Linked DNA regions of Rattus norvegicus: region 1 is linked to region 2. A link is a contact called in public Hi-C data. All regions are on one chromosome and are shown on one strand. The core of a region is the stretch at or near the end of the contact, and the rest is flanking DNA. Distances in the headings are between cores, read along the strand shown. Region 1 has its middle 57 kb from the start of Cesl1. Region 2 holds the start of LOC120098583.

Region 1 (7,561 bases), core at 4,397-6,896, 50 kb after region 2:
TAGCAATGAATAGCCTAGCAAGGGCACCAGTGGAAGGGGAAGCCCTTGATCCTGTCAAGACTGAACCCCCAGTGAACAGGATTATTGGGGGGAGGGCAGTAATGGGGGAGGATGAGGAGAGGAACACCCATATAGAAGGGGAGGAGGAGGGGTTGGGGGATGTTGGCCTGGAAACTGGGAAAGGGAATAACAATTGAAATGTAAATAAGATACAACAAATTTAATAAAGATGGGGGAAATGAATAGCAATTTTCACCTTTAAAAAACCTGGCTCAGTGAGAGGCAGATCCTACTGAGAAACTGGTGAGAGGTACTAGGATGATGCTGTAAGGCTGGTAAAGATGATAAGAGGCGATTGAAGTTCAGTGTATATGGCAGGGATGCGCGCTACCACTCTGCCAGTGCTACCGTGAAGTGATAGGAGGTCTGCAAGCAAGAACGCAGGGACAGCCACAGCTAAGGGTAAGAATGTCTACCATAGGGCATCAGGATAAAGGCACAGCCTTGCAGAAGGACTGGGATAAAGGTATAGGTTGCAGAAAATGCCAAGTGTTTTGAAGAAGCGAAGGGAGCAACGTCTGAGCAGATTTAGACATAGCCTCCATCAGATCAATACCCACCTCCCACTGAAATAGAGTGGGTAGAAACCAGACTTCTCAGAATAAGAAGTGTTTGGCTCAGGTGGGAGTTATGAACAAGGCCAGGTATAGTAGTCGCCACTTACACTGTGTGTAATGTGCACACATCAACATTGTGAGCAACCAGCCGTGTGCTAGAGGTTCTTTTCAGTTCCTTTAAGTATTTCTCCAAGATTTACCAGGTAATCACAAACAATCCCACTTATCACAAGAACATGAGCTTGTAAACAGCTCTCTCTCTCTGTATCTGTTTGTCTGTCTGTCTGTCTGTCTGCCTGTCTCTCTCTCTCTCTCTCTCTCTCTCTCTCTCTCTCACACACACACACACACACACACACACACACACACACACACACACACCCCACAATGGAAATAGAATGACCAGCAGAAAAAAAAAAAAAAGAAGCCGACCAAACAAAAACCTCCATTCTAAATCCTTCTCTGCTTTGCTCTCAGCTCCTAGCTGAGACGATAAAATCGAAGCAGGTTCTAAGCTGTCAGTGTTCTTGTAGACAAACACCAGCTCTGGATCCAGGAGTCATAGATAGGATAAGGGGGTGTTTGCAGTGTGTACAGCCCTATGGATCTCAACTCCTCACAGATAAACACTGAGGTCCAATATGTAATCTTGTATTAACCATGAATTTAATTTGCTCATCTGATGTGTTGGCCTATGTTACTTTTCTGACTCTGTGGGAACTGTGGATCCTGGAATACATCACATCCAGAAGCACTCTCATTTATCTACCCCCTTCCCTCACCTCTTCTCACCTAAGCCCACCCTAAATACTATAGAAAGAGCCACCTAAGGCATCCTCACAGTGACCCAATGGGAAGGGTACTGTCACCACTTCTGTAGAGAGAGGAAGACACAAGATCACCACGCTGAGTACTTTGCCTGAAGACAAGTGGTTTGGAAGTATTTGGCTGTGATTCTGAACTTTCTACCAAGCTTCCCTCCATGATCAGGCAAAATGTAAAGTAGCAGTAAAGGAGCAGTTAAGTTAGTAAGGGGCTTTCCTAATCCCCTGTGTGACTAGCTCATTGCCCTTCTGTACCTGTCATGTGATCTTAAGTCCCAGCGTTTGTCTTTCTCTGACGCAGCATGTCCACTCACTCCAATAGCTGGTCTGGGATATTTGTTTAAACAGTAAAAACTGCTATGGATCAAAGCTCACAACAGCTTTAAACGTTTGTCACTTTTGCCCAACTCTACCCACTATTAGCTTTTGAAATGTGACCCCCACCACCGGAACATTTGTATTCCATAAAAACTTACCCCCTGCTGTGAATGCTGCAAGAAACACCAGGATCAGAGCATAGAGGCACATGATAGAAGGCTACAGGCTTGGGAGACAGCGAGATCTCCAGCCTATGACAAGGGGACCACAGGGATCCTGGATCCTGCTGCACTCCTGGAGATTACCAGCAAATTCCTCTCAATCGATTGTATGCTACCAGAAAAGAACAATTCTATTCCAAAGAGCTCCATGGGATTTCTCAGGAGTTCACTAAGCCATCCCCACCCAGAGTTTACTCTGCTTTATCTAAATTGTTTGGACTCTACATTTAGATTGCAGGAGTCCACAAATTGGCCCAACAACTTCTTATGTAAGCATCTCTCAGCATGACATTCACACCTTAGTGCTCTCTTATTTTCCAAACCCAGGCACCAGCTCTGCAGACACCTTCAAGCAAGGTGAGTCTTAGGTCTTGGGTCCTTACATTAAGCCCCTCATAGTCAGTTGATCACCAGAGAGGTTAGGGCACACCCCCCAGCTTCTCTTTGCTGGTAGACTTTTAGATCTCATTTTGGTGAAAATCTTACATTTCATCACTTTCTTTTTGCTTTCTTTTATCTTTATAAGATTCCTGTCAAGTAGTCTAGCCTTCTGTCATGCACTGACATGGTCAAGGAACTCACAACCTTTCAGAGGAGAAATTTGGAGAGATTCCTTATATAAATGAACAGGGTACTTTTGTTTTAATAGTTTTTAAGTTAGCCTCCTTAGTAGTGGGTTTTATTATGGAGTTTGATGTAGATTTTGTTATTATTGGTCTTTTTCTACTCTTCTTTATCCCTTTGTGTCTCTCAGCTCATCCTTTCCACACTAATAGTCGCCTTTGTACTTTCATTCCTCCTCCTCCTCTCCCTCCTCCTCCAACTTCCTCTCTCTCTGTCTCTCTCTCTGTCTCTCTCTCTCCTTCTCTCTCTCTCTCTTTCACACACACACACACACACACACACACACACACACACACACACACACACACACATATCTCTTTCTCTCATAGACTCTTCCTAGCTTCATGACCAATTGGCAATATACATACAAGAATATAAACATTAATATCTAAAACCATGTATGAGAGAAAATGTGGTATTTGTCTTTCTGAGTCTAGGTTCTTTTGTTTCTTTTCACTGTTGCTGAAATTCTATGATTTCATTTTTCTTTATAGTTGAATAAAATCCCATTGTGTAAATGTGTCCCATTTTCTTCTTCTTCTGAATGTCGATGTTTGGACATCTGGGCTGACTCATTTTTAGCTATTGTGAATACTACAGCAATAACTAGGAACTATAGATACCACTTTGGTAGGATTTAGAGTCTTTTGGACATAGAACCCTGGGCGGTTAAGTTGGGCCTTACAGTTCTGCTTTAGATTTTTGAGGAAGCTCTATTTTCCTTTCCATCAGTTGCTACATCCATATGCACACACTAACAGTGAATAATGGTTTGTCCTTCCAAATACCTTCGCCCATATTCATTGTCGTCTGCTTACTTTTGCTGCAAACAAAAGCGAAGGCACACTACCAAACTCATTCTACCAAGTTATGATTACCTTGATGCTCAAAATTCTTAATGAGACAATGATAAAACAATAGACTGATGTATTTATTGGCCATAAATATAAAACTCTCAACAAAACAATTACAACTGAATTCAAAAGCACATTAAGGGACTAGAGAGATGGCTCAGCTGTTAAGAGCATTTGTTGCTCTTGCAGAGGTCATGATTTCGTTCCCACCTCACAGCCTCACAACCTCACAGCCACCTATAATTCAGACTCCAGGGGATCTGATGCTCTCTTTGGATTTCCTCATGTATGTAGAGTCAATACATTCATAAAGTAAAAAGAATAAAAATATTTCAAAAGAGAACTAAAATAATTTGAGGTGGGGGGGTGACATGAACCCTGGTGGATAGGAAGGTGAAGAGGAGCTGAGAGGGGGACAACATTTTGTGTGAAAAAATTAAATAAATAGTTAAAGATAAATTTAAAGTAACAGTTTAAAAGGAATAAGTAACCAAGCTGTTTAATCTGAGGGAGGCAAGTTTAGCATATTTGAATCAATAAACATAACACAACACGTAAATAATTGAAGACAGCTGCAGAAAAACCAAGTGCAAGACTATCTTGCTAAGAAGAGAAGGGACCATTTCAGCATAACGAAGGCTGTAGGGCACACCCATAAGGCAGCATTATACTGAATGAGAAGACATTGGAAGCATCTGCCCTAAGATCTAGAAGGAAGCATGGTAAATGATTCCCTTTACTCCCAATCAATATGGATGTTTCATCTGTACAGAAAAGGGTAAGAAGAGACAAAGGTAAGATGATACAAATTTAACATGCAGCAATCAAATTACTCCTATTTACAGATGACACAATCTTAGACTCAAATGTACCTAAAAGCTCTATCATAAATCTCTTAGTTCTAATTAGTTATATTATCAGAGTTATAGGATACAAACCTAATAATATGTATGGTTTAGCAATTTTTTGGTATATCAATTCTAACTCACTGAGATAGAATCAGGAAAAATATCCCATTTATAATAGCTTTAAAACTACCCAGGGAAAAATATAAACAATGAGGCCTAAAAAGACTTTTATGGAGAAAACTTTAAGACACTAAAGAATGGTACTGAAGATGCTAGAAGATAGAAATAAATCTGTTATCATGGCAACTCTTGGAGAATTCTGTCAGTTTCACTGGAGATAAATATAGATTCCAACATGACTTGGCAATTCCAGTTCTATAGAATTGAAAACAGGGGCCATACAAAACTGGTCCACAAACTACAACCTGACTCATTATAGCCAAAAAGGGAAAGCATCAACCAATAAATGAATCAATAAAGGTTAACAGTCTATAGTACAGGATACTATTGAGCCACAGAAACATGCTACAAAGGTAGAAGAACTTCAAAATATGAAAAATTAAAGAATCCAGTCACAAGAGCCAAAGGCTGGGTGTAAGTCTACTTACGTGAAGTGTCTAGAAAAAAAAATGCATCTTTGTGTTCGTTTGCCAATTGTTTTTGGGGACAGTGTTTGGAATGGAGGGTATCAGTGCTCAGATTAACCTTGTGATTCATGTTAGTAGATTGAGGCTCAGTGTGGCTAAGGGGCTGTCCACCCTGTGTCATAATATCAGTGTGACTGATAAGAAAAATGTGTGTGATCATAGAACTTTATTTTCAAGCACCATGTCCTGGTGTCAAATGTTTGAGGATAACCAACTTTGCAAGGTGCTGAGTACATACATCACTGAAGAGTGAGACAGTGGCAGTATCTTCCCTGTGGTCTCCATAACCCTTCCCTAATAAGTATGTGTTTTATTAGGGACACATCCTTCAAGCTCACAGTAAGAATGGGCAGTAGATGTCGCATAGGTCTGTTAGAAGGGCAGATGGCTAGACAGAAACCTTGTTCCATAAAGAGTCAATGCCTAGGTGACAGAAAAGTTCTCAAGATTCCTGTTCTTTGTCTCCCAGCAAGGACTTCTGTGGGAACACCTTCAGAAGTAAGTACTTAGTGAGAGAAACGGAATCAGTTCAAGAGAATGATCATCCCTGACAAATGTTGACTAGATGTTGAGGTCCTCCCTCTTATCAGAAAAGACATTTGTTCTTTAGAGAAAAGGTAAAACCCTCTCCCACATCTCTGTCCACATGAAGCAATATCAGTCTTGTCCAAAGAAGTCAGGACTGTGCCCAACTATTTAGCAACACATACATGTACTTATTAACGATGCTGCCTTTGCCCTAGCTGGCTGGCCTTTGAAACCTGGCAAACATCCCTGGCATTTGGGCTATGAAAACTATCAGGAATTTCCTTACAAAACATAAAACATAGGAATGGATTGTGTTCAGTACATGTTAAATCTCAACCCCATTTGAGAATAAATCAAAAAGAAGAGGCCATGTCTAGAACTTTTCTGCTCCTGCTGCAACTGGTGACACTGTTTCTACTGTATGACGACTCTTCATCAGTGATCAGTGACGTTCATTCTACCAACCCATACCTGACCTTAGATCATCCCAATAATTCCAATGTTCCTGTGTCAGGTGAGCTGAGGGACACCTCACTTTCTGTTTACATGTAAGCTGTTGATAGAGGATTCCTATTTCCCCCTTGGATTTTTCTATGTGGAAATCAACATTCTAAGAAGTGACCTGAAGTCCTAAGAAGTTGGCAGGACATGACAGCATAGATGTCTCTGAAGGCTTCAAACAACCTCCCACAAGCCAGCTCAAGCCTATTCCTTTTAATGGATGCAAGGACAGGACACGTTAAAACAAGCTTTATACAAAAACAAGCAACGCAGTACTGACCTTCCCCACCTTTGCTTGTTAGTCCTATGACTACTTAGGGGTGGACTGAGGTGGAGAACGCCCCACTGCCTTGGAATCCACCATTTGTTTTTGTTAACCTTTCCTAGAAAGGGTTTAAGTTAAGGGTGGTTCCTGATGAGGAACTGGTTCACACACCATACTCTATGACTCATCATGCACAGAATCTAAAATTCTAAGAGAGCTTCCAATGCCCTCTGGACATAAGCTAAAGTTTTGAAGCCTCCCATGTGTTTATTTTAATGCTGTCATGACTTCGCTTTTATAGTGTGAGAGCTGTCGGAATCTGAATGAACTCCCTGTTTAAAGCCTTAGCTGCACCCAATAATAAAACACTCGGAGATAAAGGAAAGGATACTGTGTCATTTGGTCTGAGTATCCTAAGACTCTAACAAATCATGACTTTGTACAAAGGCAGCCACTAGTTCATGAAAAAAACATTTTTCTCAGGCTGCCAGATGAGCAACTGACTATTCAACCTAGGACTTAGGACTTAAGCCACCCTTAGTTTGCTACGAAAACTTGTAGTCAAGAATTTCTGGTTCAAAGGGTTTATATAACCCTCTGGCCACTTTTTGGCTTCAGTGTTCTAGACACCCATGCCTTCTTTCCTGTCTTTGTTCTGCAGTTAATTTTCTTTTTTATTCCCCCATGGAAATATGAATGCTGTCTCTGTCCTTCTTAAGTGATTTCCCATCTCTGCATATCACTTGCATAATTAGTTTTGTCTAAGTGCATTAAATCTTTACTCCAACAAATTTATTCAAAGGGGGAGGCTTTTATATCACATTCATAAATAGGAAAATATGTTAACATATAGTAAATTAAAGATAAATGTGTTACTATGTCTTGTAAGGTAAAATAATAGCAAAAAGAAAATAAAAAACTATAATATATAATTAACCACCCAGTTTATAAAAGTGTATAATGAAAACTAAGTCACTCAGTGTGGAAACTGACCAATGATGAATATTCAGGAATTACAGATGGAGTCTCCTATCATCTTCTATCTTCGTCCTTAGAACTTCTGAAGGGTTTCTTGCCACCTTGACCTCCTGGGGTCACTATCTGTGTTTTCTTTTCAGATAAATTTCTGTAAGTCAATTCAATGGAACTGAAAAGGAAGAGAGGTCTTGACAGGAGCCTCGCTTTAGAAGGCAGATACCATGGGAAGGGGTCCCATCCTTATAAGGTCAGGACAATGATTAAGAAGATGAAGATGAGTGGTGTCCTAATTTCATTTCTAGTGCTGTGATAAAACATCATGACCAAAAGCAACTT
Region 2 (7,239 bases), core at 404-2,903:
TATACAAAAGCAGTAAGGGCACCCACTGGGTCAATCTCTCCATTCCCAAGCAATTGAATGTTTTAAAAAGGCTCATTTTACTTACCTCTCCTATTCCCATTCCAGATACCACTACTTTTCCACCAAGACTATCCTTTCCAGTCCCCACAAAAAAAGTGTTTGACTTGATTTCTTAAACAGGGTCAAGGCAAAACATAATCACACCACCCTTCGCCACAGAGAGCAGCACTGTAATAGACGCACATGCTTCTTTCCAAGGCTCCTCAGTTGCTGGGGTTGCGAAACAGAAATAACACCACAGATCAACCAAAAATCAGTGTTTGTTCTTTTTTTTTTCTTTTATTTTGCTCCATTTAGGTACATTCCAATGGCCTTAATGCCGAACATTTTGGACATTTTAAATAATTCATAGATAAGGGCTGTAGATGTGCCTCAATGGCTGCTTTTCTAGAGGACCAATGTTCAATTTCCAGGACCCATATTTGGTTCACAATCTACAACTCTATTCCCAGATGTCCTGAAGCCCTCTCTTTTCTTGCCACCATGGAGAGATAGATAGATAGATAGATAGATAGATAGATAGATAGATAGATAGATATAGAGAGATAGGGAGATAGAGAGATAGATAGATATGCAGGAAAATGCACAAAAAAAATAAAATCTCGGAGAAAGAAAGAATTCATAGATAGATAAATGTGTGGATGATTAGACAAAGGATTGTGGTTAATGTAGTTTTTTTGCCATAAGAACAAAGTAGTGTTTGAGTGAGAATTGTTCCCATAGTCTCAAGCATTCAAACACCCCGATCCCCAGTAGGTGGTGCTGTTTGGGGATATTTATGAGATGTAGCCTTTGTAGAGGAAACTCAAAAGGATTTAAAGCCGCATCTTTCAAGTTCACTCTCTACTGCAAGCTGACATTTAAGTATAATGAGCTCTGCCTTCCGTCCCAACCATCCTGCTTGCCATGTGTTAGCATGCTTCTGTTCTGCCATCCATCATGGGCTCTGGTCCCTCTGCGCTCTACCGCTGAGCTAAATCCCCAACCCCTCACTCTCTCTTCCTGATGTTGCCTTTGTTCTTCATGTTTCATCACAGCAACCAGAAGTAACCAATACAAACATTCTGTCTAAACATCCCTGCTCCGAAAGCAGTGAGATCATTAACACAGAGGCTACCTGGCAGGAATTGTTGGCATCAGAAAAAAGTGTTGGCTGAAGATTGAGTTTAGAAAACTTCTGATCTTGAGAGCCTGACTTCTAGGAAATGGCAGTCCATGGAAGCTGGGAAGTGTGCAAAGTTCCCGGCCAAGCAACACTGGGGATGTGAAATGCTCTTAACTGTCTGACTTGTGGTAAGAATCCTAAACCAAAGCTTCGTCCTGACTGCAAGCATCTGCTTGCTGACCTGTCTTGGGAAGTTCAAGGTGCACTGAGAATTTCGATTAGAAAAGTTTGCGTAAGAGGTTGGCTGGGTATCACGGAGTGGGTAGTGTCTTTAAAGATAAAGAAGAGTAAACTCTTAGTGGGTGTGACTTGGAAGTCCTAACAAACACTGGGGAGCTCTTTGAAGGAGGGAGAGTTTTATGTAATTATGCTAATTGGTCTAGAGGTGGGTCCACAACAAAGAGGCAGGTACAAGCCTTTCTATTTGAGCAGTAGACACCTCCCTGTCTCCAAGAGCTCTTATTCTTCTGCTATGTGGCTCTGTGTTCTGGTCTGGGCTTCTCTTGCTGCTTGCCCAATTTGGGGTAAGTTCTTCTGGATTACAAACATTTGGTTGCATATTTGGAAATGTACCCTCTATGAAGTAGGTGAAATATATTCAGGGAAGGTACAAACCAGGACAATAACCCTTATACTGGCTGGCTACTTTTATACCTCCAAACAGATTACTGTTTAGTTGGCCCTCTCTTTAATGTCAGAAGGAAATGAGACCTTAGAAGATTCAGGTGACTATTAATGACACAAGCCTAAAAATGACCAAACCAACCAGGAATCCAGGTTGTATCTTTCCCCTCTAATGTGTCCTTATGTTTTCTTGAGCATCAGGACACCCATCCTCACCACCAGTGGTGGACACCACGAAAGGCAAAGTCCTGGGGAAGTATGTCAGCTTAGAAGGATTTACACAGCCTGTGGCCATCTTCCTGGGAGTCCCTTTTGCCAAGCCTCCTCTTGGATCTCTGAGGTTTGCTCCACCAGAGCCTGCAGAGCCCTGGAGCTTCATGAAGAACACCACCTCCTACCCGCCAATGTGAGCCACTGGGGTGGGGACTGTTTCCGTGGGTATGTGTTGTGGTAAATAAGTAGTGTTAGTTGGGGGTTTCTACAATGCCTTAGAACACTTAGTTCCCAGATAAAAGACATACAACCTTTACATTCATAGTAAGATTTTAAAGCACTAAAACTAGGTAGATATCTAATCTCTAAGCTATTTTGTCTACCTCCGTATCAATAACCCTGAGATATAATTTGCCATGTTCCTCCTGGGCCTCTCTTACACCAATTGGCCAGCACTCATGGCCACATTTTTATGATTCACCTATCCAGTTGTGTCTTATCCTCTCTTTCCCTTCTCTCCTCCCTCCCGTGGTCCTGTCTCAGACCCCAAGCCCAGGAGCTGAAACGTTGCCTACCTCTCCTCTTCCCAGCTATAGGCTGAAGGCATCTTTATTGACCAACCAAGGATAACATGGGGGACAAAGTTCCATAGCATCACTTGGTGTACCTGAGATTTTGCTCTTCCCTGAGGCAACCAGAGCCAGTACTTAGCGTTACAGTACACAGCAGCAGATCCAAAGGTTGTGTGTGAGATAGGTGTACCTATTCCACAGTGATGCCTGAGGGAGACTAGGCAATCCTCTGACTAGCTATATTAACAGCAATCCCTGGCATCCCTAAGAACATCATGGGTCCTTAGAGATGCGCTAGTTACTAAGTATTTTCGTAGTTTTCCAAACCCTTTATTTAGCACAAACTTATTCAGCACCTGTAGTGAACCAGTGATGTTCTAGGTTTTCAGAAACCAGTAACGCAAACAAATCTATATTTGATGAATCTTTTATCCTGTTGGATGGAAAGAGAAAATAAGAAATCTGCGGATTAGCATACCACGTCTATTATTTACTAGAATATTGTAAATGCTTTAGAAAATAGAAATTGATCAGGTGAGGGAGCTGAGAAGACAGATGCTGTGTCATTGTGATTTTAACCTTAGTGTTGCTTAGGAGTCTGGTGGGTGTGAATTTATGGGTGAAGAGAATAGTAGAGATGACTGCAAGTTCTCACACCCAGATCTACCGAGCTATCTATTCACAAGCAATTTTCAAGGGCGTGTTACATCACCCTTGGCAACTGAGTGAACAAGCCAAGAATTCCAGATGGCCTCAAGACCACCTCAGAGAACCTCAAACACCTACAAATATCAGATCAGACAACATTTGTGTCCTCCCCAAGGTTCCTCTAGGAGTTTCCCAGAATTCTGTTCCTGGCTGTCTTCTTACCATTCCATGCCTTTCACCTACAAATAGTATCTGTTATGTGCTGTGTTTATATTATGCTTGCAAAGCGAGACACTACTATCTCCAAAAGTTAAACACACATACACACACATGCACACACACACACACACACAGTGAAAGAGAGTTAAAATCGTATGCAATTCAACAGCTCAGAGAGAACTGCTATTAATAATTAAGATCATGTTTTCAGGGCCTTCTTCTGTGTAAATCCTCCATTAAACAGAGATCATAAATACAAAATGTGGGTGGCAGCCTGGCACATTCATATGCATCGGCATCCTTTCACATCATATATATAATATACATATTATGCATATATATGGTATATATATATGGTATGACAATATATATTTTATATTATAATATTTAATATAATAGCAATTGTATATAATAATTAATATAATAAATAATAAATAGTAAGACTATATCTACAAATATGTGCATATACATATAATCTTAGTATTTATTAACTGTGCATAATTGGGTCCTAAGGTATTATTTATTTACCCAATCTTCTATTTGGATTGACTGAAGTAATTTGGTTTTCTTGACTATAAACAAAATTCTGATGGATTCATTACATACAACCATAAATGATTTGGGATAAATTTTCAAAGGTAACATTGCTGATTCAAAAATATGAAATTTGGGTACCTTTGTCTCTATAAACAACCGAACTCTGCCCAATTGTCCCATGGAAACATAAAAACTTCCATCCCTGGGCTTTGACCCTTGCCTTGGCTTACTTGATGAATTTTTCCTGTGTGCGCTGGATAAACAAATTGAGACCTTAACAATGATGAATAGGACCTTGGTTTCTATAGTTCAGTTTTTAAAAACATTAGTGAACCTAAATTTTTCTACCCACCTTTGACATGTGAATTTATGTTTTTATGAATTTCATGCGGTGCTCTCAGTGATGTGGGGAAAATGACCCAGGGCAGAGATTTAGGCAAAGAGTTTGATGTGGTCTGTGCCAGGCTGGCCCTACACAGCATCACTTCTACACACCAGGGATGCTGATTGCAGCCTTCTCTTTACAAAGAGACCTGGAATGTTGCTTAAAATCTGCTTGAAGTATAACCACTACCTAACAAAATCTTCCCGGCTCTGTAACCTTGGGCCAGCTGTCAAACCCCTCTGTGCCTCCAATTCCTCATCTGTAAAACAAAAATAATAAAACATGCCTGAAGTTGAACTGACCCTTACATGGCTTCATATACAAGGAGAACCATGCTCTCACTGCCATGCTACATTGAATCTTTAGAAGCCTTTATCAAGGAGTCAATAGTGACTGCTGAAACAGGAAGATGTTGGACCTTATCTTGGGGCCAGAGCAGGAAAGGAATTCAGACCACCCAGCATATGATGTCTGAGACAAGGCTAGACTTTAGATTTTCTGAGCTTCTCCTCAGCAATGTCCTCCCCTACCTCAACCTACAACAGACTGCCTATCATTGTAGCTAACTGTCTTAGTTAGTGAATGTCTTCTGAGAACTATATAACATGTTTACCTGTTGGAGGAGCATAGTCAACTACAGACCACTATTCAAATCTCAGAAGGACAAAGCCCTGTCCAGGCACTGCAGGAGGTGACATCTTCTAGGGAAGGTCACCATACAATACAATCATCTTTCTCCTTGGTCCAAGACATCCCAAAAAAACTCCAAGAAGAGAAGAGGTATCAAGTGTTTCCCCCAGAGATGGTTACCACCTATCACCCATGACAATGACTCTGGGAAAGTAATAGAAACTATTTTTATCAGTTCAGATCTCTCAGTGTACAATCAGGCCCAGCCAGCATGCTTCGTCTGGTGAAATCTCAGATGTTCTTTCTCCTCCCAGGTGCTCCCAAGATGGAGTTGTGGCAAAGTTACTCGCAGATATGTTGAGCACCGGAAAAGAGAGTATACCTCTCGAGTTTTCCGAAGAAGTTTTCTCTACCTGAATATTTACAGTCCTGCTGACAAAAAACAGCCGATTGCCCGTAAGTGCAGTGACTATTGGTCCAGACTTTTACATTTGAGCATCCAGATCCTCTGTGAACTAGGTGATAAAGGCAGCAGGGGTCAGGAGCACATTAGTCAGGAGTGATTAAGAGACCACAGCTTCCTTCCAATTTTCACTTGAGGTTTTTTCCAGACTTTTGTAGAGAGCACTATTCAGCTCACGTGTAATTTCCCAAGTTCTTCGCAGAAAGAACACCTAATCTTACCTATGAGAATCCTATCCCCATGACAGTTAAGTCATGATTTCCAATGAAGTTACAAGTGGGAGGAATCGTAGGGGAAAACCCAACATGATATAGATGGAGAAACTAAGGTTCTGATGGGGGAAAAATAAAAAAGCACAAGGAAGGGGAAACTCAGGTCTCCTGATTTTCATGTGGGTACTCTTAGACTGGGCCTGCAGGGTGGGCAGATAGCTTTATTGACAAGTCACCCATGACAGCTTCATTGTCAGATGAAAACTTTCACTCTTCCATGGAAGGGAAGGAGAAGGGAGGATGCTGGGACAATCTCAAAAGCTGCCCTGCCTGCAGGCAGCACGCCAGGATTTCACTGTGGCTCGTTTCCATGTCTGGCTGCTTTTGGCACAGTCTGATGACCAAATGATTCAGCAGTTCACATGAAAACACAGTACAGGAGAAGGACAGGCTGCCAGGTATAGATGACAAGTTTGGGAAAGAGTTTTCTAGAGAAGGTAATCTTGGATTTGTAACATGTCAACACCCAATAGACTTCCCAGAAGCCCTCTGTGTGAGACCCAGAAATGGTGGACAAAGTTGATGATATGTATGCTAAGATTTGGTGTTTTCTATGTTCAGAATTCACAGGGAGACAAGGACATGGTGTGGGGGGGGGGACCTTGTTGACACCCACTCTTTAAGTCACATAAAAAGCGAGCATCCCAGAAGGCAGACTTATCTGGCCTTCTCATTGGAAAGGAACCTAGAATGTTGCTTATAATGGACTTGTAAGTTTAAGTACTACCTACTGTGGATCTTCCTGGCTATGTGTCCTCTGGGCAGCTGCCAATTCTCTCTGTGCATCCAGTCCCTCATTTGTAGACTAAATAACAACAGATACCTGAGACTGCTCTGAGTCTAAGATGGCTTCCTGCAAAAGGAAAACTTGTGTCTGTTCCTGATTCTCCATGATTGTTTTCAGCACCACTCAACATTGTACCATTGAGACCCTTTATCAGGAAGCCAACAGTGATTGTTGAAATAGGAAGAGAGTAGAACTTTAGCAGGCCAGGTAACAAGACCTTTGGAAGCTTTACTCCCCATACCTGGACCAGAGGTTCGGGTACTTAAAGAGTCAAACTTGGGGTCAGAGAAAAAAATCATTTAATCCGTTCCCACAGAGCCATGCTTTCAAGATGGGTCTACAAAGATACATCATAAGCTCTTCAAGACACTATTACCCATTACCCTCAGACTCAGCCTTCACTCTTAAATATCCATGATTCATCTCTCGGAGGCTGCAGAGATGCAAAGGGATCTTGAGATCATGGTAACAGGTGACACTCTAGCTGTAAACACATGCACTAGAGCCCACAAGTTCTGAGTATTAAACCTGGATCTACCTTCAAAAAGATGAGAGAGCAGAGCCTTTTCTTAACCTCTCGGCATGTTTCCTCACATGGGAATTGCCATATAAAAGCTCAGCGAGTATCAGGCTGGATCACAGTTTTGCCTGAGAGCTAACAGTC

What was found. A called contact is a pair of places that touch in the nucleus more often than the background predicts.
Region 1: a contact with region 2 is called in a Hi-C map of liver, with 5 times the contacts expected there. The contact joins the enhancer-like site here to the promoter of LOC120098583 in region 2. A contact is called at or near these places in 2 of 12 Hi-C or Micro-C datasets (kidney and liver).

The regions. Positions count from the first base shown.
Region 1 is chr19:38,535,060-38,542,620 of GRCr8, forward strand. No RefSeq gene overlaps it. Among named protein-coding and RNA genes, the nearest start is that of Cesl1, 57 kb to the right of the region's middle. Within about 2 kb of position 5,647, at least 3 of the 93 cell types and tissues checked have an H3K27ac peak or open chromatin away from gene starts, as enhancers often do. A contact at or near this core is called in liver, where this site is marked.
Region 2 is chr19:38,489,070-38,496,308 of GRCr8, forward strand. LOC120098583 reads left to right here and starts at 1,654. Exons shown (of 4, transcript XM_063278861.1): 1 at 1,654-1,749; 2 at 2,045-2,255. The coding sequence starts at 1,698.